Linked DNA regions of Rattus norvegicus: region 1 is linked to region 2. A link is a contact called in public HiChIP or PLAC-seq data. All regions are on one chromosome and are shown on one strand. Each heading gives the region's core, a stretch centred on a gene start, on an enhancer-like site or on the middle of the called end of the contact. The rest is flanking DNA. Distances are from core to core; before and after follow the strand shown. Region 1 holds the start of Kmt2c (lysine methyltransferase 2C). Region 2 holds the start of Actr3b (actin related protein 3B).

Region 1 (4,755 bases), core at 1,180-3,679, 270 kb before region 2:
TCTGTGTTGCTTTTCAAATCCAAAAAAAAAAAATCTAAAACAGAATTAACCTAAACATTTCCCAAAGTGTCCTTAGACTAGACTGTCATTCTTTAGGAAAATGTTTAACCTCTCAAAAGGCCATTTTTTCTTGATTAATAATAGTGCTAAGAATTAAAATAATAAAGTGACAATAACTTCAAGTCAACCTTTCTTCCAGTTCAAAGGAGTTGCATTAATACACCTAAATTCATCTCAATAGGGAAACACATTGAGTGTGTGCATGCACCCTAGCAATGCAAAAATGAGCTCTTGTATTTCTGCTCTTTCTAAAAGGAAAAACTTAAATGCAAATATAAACATATATTTAACGTATAGTAAGTAGGGTTTGTTTTTTTTTTAATGTGTTTTGTTTTCTCAAGACAGGGATTGTCTGTGTCGCCCTTACTGTCCTGGAACTCCCTCTGTAGACCAATTGGCCTTGAACTCCACCTGCCTCTGCCTCCCTGAGTGTTAGGCTTAAAAAGATCTTACAGGCCTGTGCCATCATGAACCCTCTTATGAGATGCAGATGTTTTTCAAACAGTGAAATGGGAAGGAATCGAAGTAAACCTCTAACATGGCTTAATCCCGGGTTGCTTTTTAGAACAATATTTATGTTAAACTGACCACGTCCAAAGTTACTGAAAATTCCACATAACGTCTCCAAATTTCAGTCAAGGCAGGCATGTTACATCACCTTACAATGTAACAGACAAAATAAACTCGTAACTTTGTATCACAAAGAACCTAATGTAATAATGTATACATCCTCTATACAGTGTTTCCCTCAAGATTTTTCACAGCTAGGTAAGAGCTGGCAGGCGAGAAAATATGGAGGCGACTAAAGGCCCCGGAACATTTAGTAGTAAAAAGACAGCAAACACCCCCAACCCCGCAAAAAAAAAAAAAAAGGTACACTGTGTCAAGAGCTAATTGGGTTCCCGAAGCCCAGGCTCAGGTAACACTATTTTTGCTGCAATCACCAGACACAACAAATGCAGGTAAACCAAACAAACAGCCTATCCATAATGTGCTGGCTTCTTCCTGCAAGTCCCAGCACACCCTTCCACCGCCAACAGTTCAATGAGAATATCATACAATGAAATGAGTGAGCAACACACGCCATTCTGCAACTTTGAAAGACGGTCACCAATCTTCCGCAGCACCCTGAAGAGCCACAATTGCTGAGCAACTAACTCATTGGCACTGAAACGGTTTCCTTAATTTTCAAGCCAAGTTGTCGAATAACCACTTTTAAAGACAACACTTCTAGCCCGGTTCACCCACCGAGCACAGTCCTCACGTACGCTCAAAAACAATCGAAAGCCATTCCCTGCCCAGCTGGAGTTGAAGTTACTCGTCCAGCGACCTTTAAAGCTGTCTCCCCTAAACAAAGTACTCTCTGCCGTCAGCGCCGCGGAACCCGGACGCGTCCCCGAAACTCCGGCTCGTCCGCTCACACCTGGGCCCGTGCGATCCCGAGCGCCGGCTGCGGAGCCGGGCGGTGCGGTTCGGGGCGGTGGGGGATGGGGAGGACAGGCTCGAATGGCTTCCTAATGTATCATTAAGGAGCAAAAGCACCGGTCTGGGAGCAAGAAAAGTTAAAGGAGCCGCGAGCTGACAAAGAGCGCCGGCCGCCGCACCGGGACCACCCGGCCGCGGCGTTTGACAGCTCGGTCCCTGGCGTCCACAGCTTTGTGGCTCCGAGCGGCCGGGCCGGCAGCAAGCTGGGCGTGCTCGGCGGGGCGTGTGCGGACGCCCGGCTAGGCCCTGGGGAAGCCGCCGGGCGGTTCTCCCAGAAGCGAGGCCGAACTCCAAAGTAAAGTGCGCGGCGCGGCAGCGGGACCTGCGCGGGCGCCGCCGAACCGGGCCGCGCCTGGGCCGCCCCGCCCCCACCGGGCCGGGGGCCTGACAGCTCCGGGCCGCGCCGCCGCTGGCCGCCCGCCTGGCTCCCTCGCGCTCAACTTACTTCTTTCTGGCTCTCTGGAAAGGGGAAGCGCCATCTTTGCGAGGCCGGCCCCGAGGTCTTTTGTCTGCGGCTGCGGGGCTCGGGGCCGGGGCTCCGGGCTCCTCGGGGGGTGCTGGCGGCGGCTGCTGCTGCTCCGCGCTCCGGTCCTCCTCCGACGACATCCTAGTCACCAGGAAAGACACATGGATCCCCGTCCTCCTCCTGGGGGGCTCCTCCCGCCGCAGCGGCCGCAGCCGCCGCCGCTGCTGCTGCTCGAGTTGCTCCTCCCCGGCTCAGCCTCTCGCATTTCCCGCAGCCCCGGGAGCAGCAGCAGCAGCAGGTACCGGGAGAGGCGGCAACATGGAGCTAGCAGGACACGCACTCACACACATCGGCGCGGGCGCGCGCACTCGGCGCGCAGGGGCCGGCGGGGGGCGGCGGGCAAGCGGGCGGGGCGGGCGGGGCCGGCCGCGCGGGGCGGGGCGCCGCGGCCAAGGATGGGGCCGGCGGGGCCGGGCGGGAGGGCGGCGCCGAGCGGGGCGGGGCGGGGCGCGACGCGAGGGGCGCGGGCCGGGGGCGGCCGCAGGGGTCTCCGCCCGACCCCTCCCCCAGGCCGCCCGCGGCCGGAGGAGAAAGGGCCGCGGAGGGGGCGGCGGGGCGGGGACAGCCACCCCTCCCCCGCGTCGTCAGCCCGTCAGGCCCACGCCGCGGCGAAGTTTTGACAGCTGCTCCAGTTGTTGTGGTGGGTTCCGGGTTGGTGCGAGTGCCGGCCTCTCAGTCGCGCGCTGGCGATCGCTCCCTCACACACTGCTCGCTCACGGCGTTCCCTATGGCTAGCTCCCTCGCGCTGGGTTCTCTCGCGCGGCTAGCCCTCCTGCTCCCTATCGCTTGCCCGCTCTCCCGCCGGCGATCGCTCCCTCACGCTCGGGATCGCTCCCTCACGCTAGCTTTCGGCTCCATCAAGCTTGGCTCCCTCACGCTGGGTTCCCTCTCGCTCGCTCGCTCGCTCTCTCGCTCGCGAACGCTCCCTCACGCTTGCTTTCTCTCCTGGGGCAGCAAAGGAGGAAGTTTTGCGGCTGTGCGTTCGCCACACAAACAACACACGCACACGGCAGTGGCTGTCGCGCGAGGCCCGCACCCGGGTCCCCCGGGGCGACCCGCACCACAGACCTCTCAAACTCGCCGCCGGCTCGCCCACACACAGGCGCCTCCCGCCCCCGCCCCCAGCGAGCTGCTGCCACTCACGGGGCTGGATCCGCGCATGCGCCGCGCGCAGCCTGGCCGCCGCCGCTGACCTCACCGCCCCTCCCCCGCCCGCTCTGACGCGGCGACGGCTGCAACTCGGGCTCTGGCAGGAGCTAAACTGCGGACCGGGTATCCCGGATCAGGGTCCGGCCTGGCGGGGGTGGGGAGTGGTGTAAACACTCCGGAGCGTGCACCCGCGTGCGGTGCGCGCACGTGCGTCCGCGACCCCCCTGCGGGCGTGGGCTGCCCCGGACCTCGCGGAATCCCACGTAGGCTTCCCCAATGCGATGCAACCGTGGCAGGACAGCTTTAGATCCTAACTCCAGCTGTAGTTTCTCCGTTCGACGTCATGTTTTAAACACTGTGAGCCCCGGAGGCTGCTGGACAAAAAAAAAAAAAAAGCTGGCGAATTGAATGGAAGAAAATATCTCTACAAGGACAGAAATGCATCAGTGTGAACGTTGTGTGTGTTCAAGATGTAAAAATGGAGATACTTTTAAGCTGTTTCCCTTTTTTTTAAAAAAAAAAAATGATTCCTTAAAAATGGGGCCAGAAATCGCTAGGATGCCGAGCTGCTCCGCGCTTCCTTTGCACTAGGGATTGACATGTGGGAGTTAGAAATAGTAGAGATGGGAAAACAGATCTGTGGAGCATCGTGGAAGGCTTAGAGTAGCCTGTCACTCGCTGAGCTGCTGGGAGCCTGGAATCCGAGCGCGCTTTGCGATCAATTCTTTCCATTCTCAACAGTTTCAATACTGGGCAAAAAGAATACACTTGTTTCTAGAGATCCTGTTAACATTTCCTGCATCTAACAGCCAGGTTATTAACATTGAACCGGGCTTCCAATCTGGATCAAACTTTGATAGTCTAGCACATATTACAGCTGTAAGCATTGTTTGTTTGCTGTTTGCAAGGGCTGAAATTGAGTCCTTGAGTCATTTTAATTCCTTCAGGGTTTAATCTCTGCAGGCCTTTTCGGCTTTATTATATGTACAGTCAAAGGAAGCTTGGAGAAGGAAAGGAAGCTGCCAGGATAAAGGTAAGCTACAAATTAAAAAGAGAGAGGAAATTGGGGTGTCTAAACAATTAAATTATCATTGTGGCATATTCAACCCAGGGCTTCACACACAGGTAAGCAAGCACTCCACCACTGACTTTTATCCCTAGACTGAATCGTCTTTAAAGATTTTTTTTAAACAAAATTTTTGTTTGTATTCGTGTGTGCATAAGTTTATGTGCATCATGTATGTGCAGATACCTAAGGAGACCAGAAGGTGTCCAGTGCCCTAGAACTGCAGTTACAAGCGATTGTGAGCTGCAGTGTGGGCATGGGAAATCAACTCCACTTTCCTAACAGTACTCTTAACTGCTAAGTCATCTCTCCAGCCCCTGGACCTGGCTTTGAAATATAAACTTTTAAAATAAAACTGTTTACTTTTGATACTAGAATAAGAACAGTATTCATCTAAAAAGAATAAATGTTACATTGTTGTTGCTATGGTTAAAATAGAGGAATGGGCAAGGAACCAGGTATGGTGGCC
Region 2 (4,877 bases), core at 924-3,423:
TAAGGCAGCGGTTCTCAACCTGTGGGCTGAGACCCCTTTGATGGGGGTCATGTATCAGATAGTCATAGGACCATTCATAACAGTAGCAACATCACAGCTATGGAGTAGCAACGATCTGATCTTATGGTTGGGGGCCTTGGCAAGAGGAGGATCTGTATTAAAGGGTCGCTGCATTAGAAACATCGGGAATCACCACTCTAGGGCCAGATCCTGTGAACGACTTATTTACTGTTCACATTAGTCACTTTCTTTGCTCTGACAAAGCGCCTGGCAAAGGCATCTTCAAGGAAGTGTTATTTTGGCTCACAGCTTAAGCATTGCACGTTGCTATGACAACAGAAGGGGTCACACTGTGCTGCCTGAGGTCAGCAGCAGAGGGAGATGGAGGCTGGTTCTCAGCCAGCCTTCTCTTTCCAACTTCCCTGGGACCTCAACCACATTTAGGTGTGTCTCCCTCTCTCAGTTAGCACAATGGGCAAACTCCCTCACAGGCATGCTTGTTCCCAGGTGGTCTAGGTCCTGTTGACTTGACATCATTATCAATCATTGACCACACACGGTTAAAGCACATGGTCAATGTAGTAAATATACGTCAAGGAAATGATGCTAAAACACACGGCAATGCCAACAGCCTGCAGTAGGGACTTTGTTGCTTTGGTCCAGGCTTCAAAAACAGACAGACTGACAGACAATAGGAATGGGCAGGACATTAATAACATGCACAGAAGGAAAGATGTCTTGTCTGGTTCTGGGCCCCGTTTGGGAGCGTTCACACTTTTTATTTGTCTTCATATTTTCTCTTTAGTTCCCCTGGACATTGTTTTAGGTTTAGGATTATTTGCTCCCTTGCATGCAGGAAAAAAGGATAAAGAATTACCTATGAGTGGTCAAATAATCTAATTCATCTGTGGAAAACCCACAATTCTTTAAGTCCCAGAAAAGACCAAGTGAATTACTACATCTCTAGAAAGTTCCTCAGGCATCAGTCAAGAACTTTAGAGGCTAATGTGTAGGGCACAAGTGGGATTTCCGGTAGGTAGGCAGTTTCCTTCTTTAGTCTTGGTTTCCTCAACGATGCTGGGTGATCACCCTATCTTTCATATTGGAAATATTTCCTAGTTCTGTTGGTGTGGTATTGACTTAACCTAAGTGTTCTAGGTCATGTCGACTTGACACACTGTTAAAGCATGATCAATATAATAATATACATGGAGCAAATGATGCTAAACACACAGCATTTATTCCTTAAGACTAATTATACATTTGTTGATTTTCTCCCAGGATACATTTATGCAATGTTCTATCATAGAAAGTCGTCAGTATTTTTTTCTACAGTGAAGGTTACTCATTCATTCAACATTCAGGTGATTACTATCAGAGCGCTAAAGGTGTTAAGCATGAGGCCCTGTCCTAGGAGACCTAGTTCAGCAGAGGTGCTTATCTATAAATAAGTACCCAAACTAGCTTTAAAGGTTAGAAACAAAATCAGGAGGTTGTTGGGGTAGAGAATGAAGGGAACACCGAAGTGAGAATTAAGAGAAGAGAAAGCGGGGCTAGAGAGATGGCTCAGCTATTAAGAGCACTTGCTGAGCTTCCAGAGGACCCAGTTCGGACTCCTGGTGCCCACTCACTGCTGTCTATAACTTCAGCTGCAGGGGATCCCAAGCCTCTGGCTTCCAAGAGCACCTGCTCTTACATACATGCACCTACCAACAGACAGACACACACCCAATGATATCAAAAAAGTTGCAACTAGATAAGCCGAGAGTGGTGGTGCACACCTTTGATCCCAGCATTACCGAGGCAGAGACAAGTGGGGCTAGCCTGGTCTACAGAACAAGTTCCAGGACAGTAAGGGCTACACATAGAAACCCTGCTTCGAAAACAAAACAAAACAAAATTACGATTTGAAAAAAAGAGAGAAGAGAAAGAATTCAGGCCTCGCAAATGGGGTCATAGTCATCTTATGCTTGTTAAAAATAGACTCCAATCTCTTCCACTGCAGGATGGATGCAGAGGCTAAAAAGCCTAGCTGCCAGCAGTAAGGATGGCTGACAAGGGGGCGGAGCGTGCGCGTCCCCGATTGGCCAACTGTAGAGTGACGTCACGAGGCGGAGCCTCTGGGTTCCCGGCCGCTCCTGGGTGGGGAGCGGCGCGGGCAGCGACCTGGCAGCTAGGCTCTGGGTCCCCGGTGCACGCTGGGGCTGGTGGGGACCGAGCGCCTCGTGGACGAGCATGGCGGGCTCGCTGCCTCCCTGCGTGGTTGACTGCGGCACCGGGTAAGAGCCGCGCCCACTCACGCTTCGCTGGGCGTCCTGAAGCCATTTCCCCGCGGGGTCAGACCGCTGGAGGAGCGCGGAGGGACGAAGCGCTGAGGGACAGAGCTCAGTCTGAGGGTTTGGGGAGTTTGAGGGATAGGGCTCAGTCTAGGGGTGGGGTGGGGAACTGTGGGGACGGAGCTCAATCTGAGGGCATAGAGAGCTAAGGGATGGGGCTCTGAGAAGATGGGGTGCTGAGGGCATGGGGCTGCGGGGTTGCCGGGTGGGCAGCACCTCGTGGGGATGTTGCTGCAGATGCTTTCGCTGCAGGTCTTGCACCTGAGAGCTCAGGGTCCGGCCCCCTTCCCCCCACGACTGCTCCCCCCCACCCCCATGGTGCTTGTCACCTGTCTTCATACTTTGCACTCATGGGCGTTTTACCTTTCTCTTCTGATGTACCAAGCACCTACTTGTGGAGATGTTTACACGTGCCTTGTCAACTTGACACCCTGTCCCCCTTCCCACTCTGCTCTTTTCCACTCTGAATGGCACAGCCAAGCCCAGCCCCTGCTTTGGTTTGCATGCACTCATCTTTGCTTTACACACACACACACACACACACACACACACACACACACACACACACACTGACCGATGCATTTAAAAAAGACTAACATTTTGAATAAAAAGTCTTCTTTTTTGGGAGGTAGATAGCTCTTTTCTTTTTGGAAGACGTTGATTTTTTTTTTTCAGAGGAGACCTTAAGCGTGGCTTATGCTGTCAGGCTTAGCTAATTTTAGGAAGGTGGCAACCAAGCCCTCCAACCTGGGGGTTTGGGAATACCTGCTGGCATTGCCGACAAAGTACTTCATAAATAGCCTGCAAATAAATTTAGCCTCTTAAAATGTTTTTCAAGGGATTGTAGTCCTTTGTCACCAAATAGTCTGTGGCATGTTCTCTTGCTATTCTTTCCTGTAGAAAAATATACTTGGTTTGGTTTCCTTGACAACCTTGTGGGGGTGTCTTCTAATTTGTTACAGTCCATCTCCTACTGATGTGTCTTTCCTTTTGGTACTCGGGAACCAGCAGTGATGCAGACTGGAAAAACATCCTTTATTTGTGCTAATTCTTCTTTTGGAAATACACGTTCTAGAGAAGTTTTGTTGCCCTGTATTTGAGAAGTTGCTTACTTCCAGACATGCTCAAAGCAGTAGGGCTCTCCCAGCCCACTCTGTATGTGCTGGCTCCCCTTACAGTCTCACCCTAACTGGTACTCCCTTCAGTCTGGTAGTGTCAGCAGTGAAGGCAATATGTAAAAGTTGTTTGTTTTAACGTCTGCGGGTGAGATTTTTGGTTGCTGAAATACGAAGCATTGTGCAGTGGTACAGCAAAACAGTTCTCCCCGGGTTTATAAACTGTGTTTTATTTCTTATTAGTAAGCTGAGATCTTACTCATTGTTCTTGCTATAAATATCTAAAGCATGCTCAGTTTTGACCTTTTGGGGTCAGTGATTAATGCTGCTGTCACCTCCAGTGGATCATCATGGCCCTGGGTGCCTCAGGGTGTCATCTGTGGGCTGTCATAGGCTCTGGACACAGTGCCAGGGACCTGGGGTTCCTATGGGGTGTTTTCTGCCATTGAAGCCCCTGTGGTTATCATGACTTCCTAGTGCTCAGTGTGTGAGCAGAAGGAAGGCTGCATAGCCTAAACGTGCCAGCTTCCATGTATTAGTAATTCTTGTATTTATTTTGGATTGAGTTTTTACCTCAGAATAGAACTAAATGTAAGATACAGCTGAAAATAGCAGGGGCTGGGGGACAGAATAGACTTGGGAGATCTCATTTTGGACCAAGTTATACCTCAGAATAGAACAGTGCAGCTAAAAATAGCAAGGGCTGAGGAACAGAATAGACTTGAGAGATCACGTGGGCACTGCTGATGAAATAAGTGGACAGATTTTTGTTTTGCATTGTGTTGTGTTGTTTTGATGGTGATAGGCGTCAAACCCAGCGATATTGGTAAGGGAAGCCTCTGCCACTGAATTGCACCCTGAGGTCCAGTCTTGTCCGTCTGTGTGCCCTCTCTGTTTCTCTGTCTTACTGTCTCTGTCTTTCTCTTAAATAGAGTCTTCTCATTGTATAACCCAAGCTTGAACTGGACTTGAAGAAATCCTCCTGCCTCAGCCTCCTAAGCGTTAGGATTACGGGTGTGAGCTAGCATGCTCATCTGGCCTGTGTTTTATAGGAAATACATTTCTTTTGTGACCTCGAGTCTGATGAGCTGCCAAGCTAGCTGAGTGGACACAGGCATGCTGGGGACAAGAGAGAAACAGACGAAGGTATCTGTGAGGCCCAAAATTAAGTCTCAACTATTTAAAGGCTGCTGAGCTCCCAGAGAAAACACCACAAACCCTGTCTCACATCTCACCCAAACGTTTAAGGTAGTTTTACACAGTTAAACCATCTTTGAAGTGATTCCAAGCTTACTGAGAACTGGGAGAGAGCAAATCTATTCTTCCAGGTTCAGCGGCTTTGAACGTCATGCCACCCAAGACTCCTGAATGTGCTCTTACTTTTCTGAGCTGCTTAAAAGAAGGTTGTTGGCATTACCCTCCTAGA

The links. HiChIP or PLAC-seq counts read pairs in DNA pulled down with a chosen protein or histone mark.
Region 1: an H3K27ac HiChIP or PLAC-seq map of oligodendrocytes shows a contact between it and region 2, with 4 times the contacts expected there. The contact joins the promoter of Kmt2c here to the promoter of Actr3b in region 2. A contact is called at or near these places in 1 of 12 Hi-C or Micro-C datasets (frontal cortex) and 1 of 1 datasets of contacts at active chromatin or transcription factors (oligodendrocytes).

Annotation. Positions count from the first base shown.
Region 1 is chr4:10,352,151-10,356,905 of GRCr8, reverse strand. It overlaps Kmt2c (lysine methyltransferase 2C), which reads right to left and starts at 2,429. Exons shown (of 46, transcript XR_010065729.1): 1 at 1,991-2,429.
Region 2 is chr4:10,086,658-10,091,534 of GRCr8, reverse strand. Actr3b (actin related protein 3B) reads left to right here and starts at 2,173. Exons shown (of 12, transcript NM_001191860.1): 1 at 2,173-2,279. The coding sequence starts at 2,236.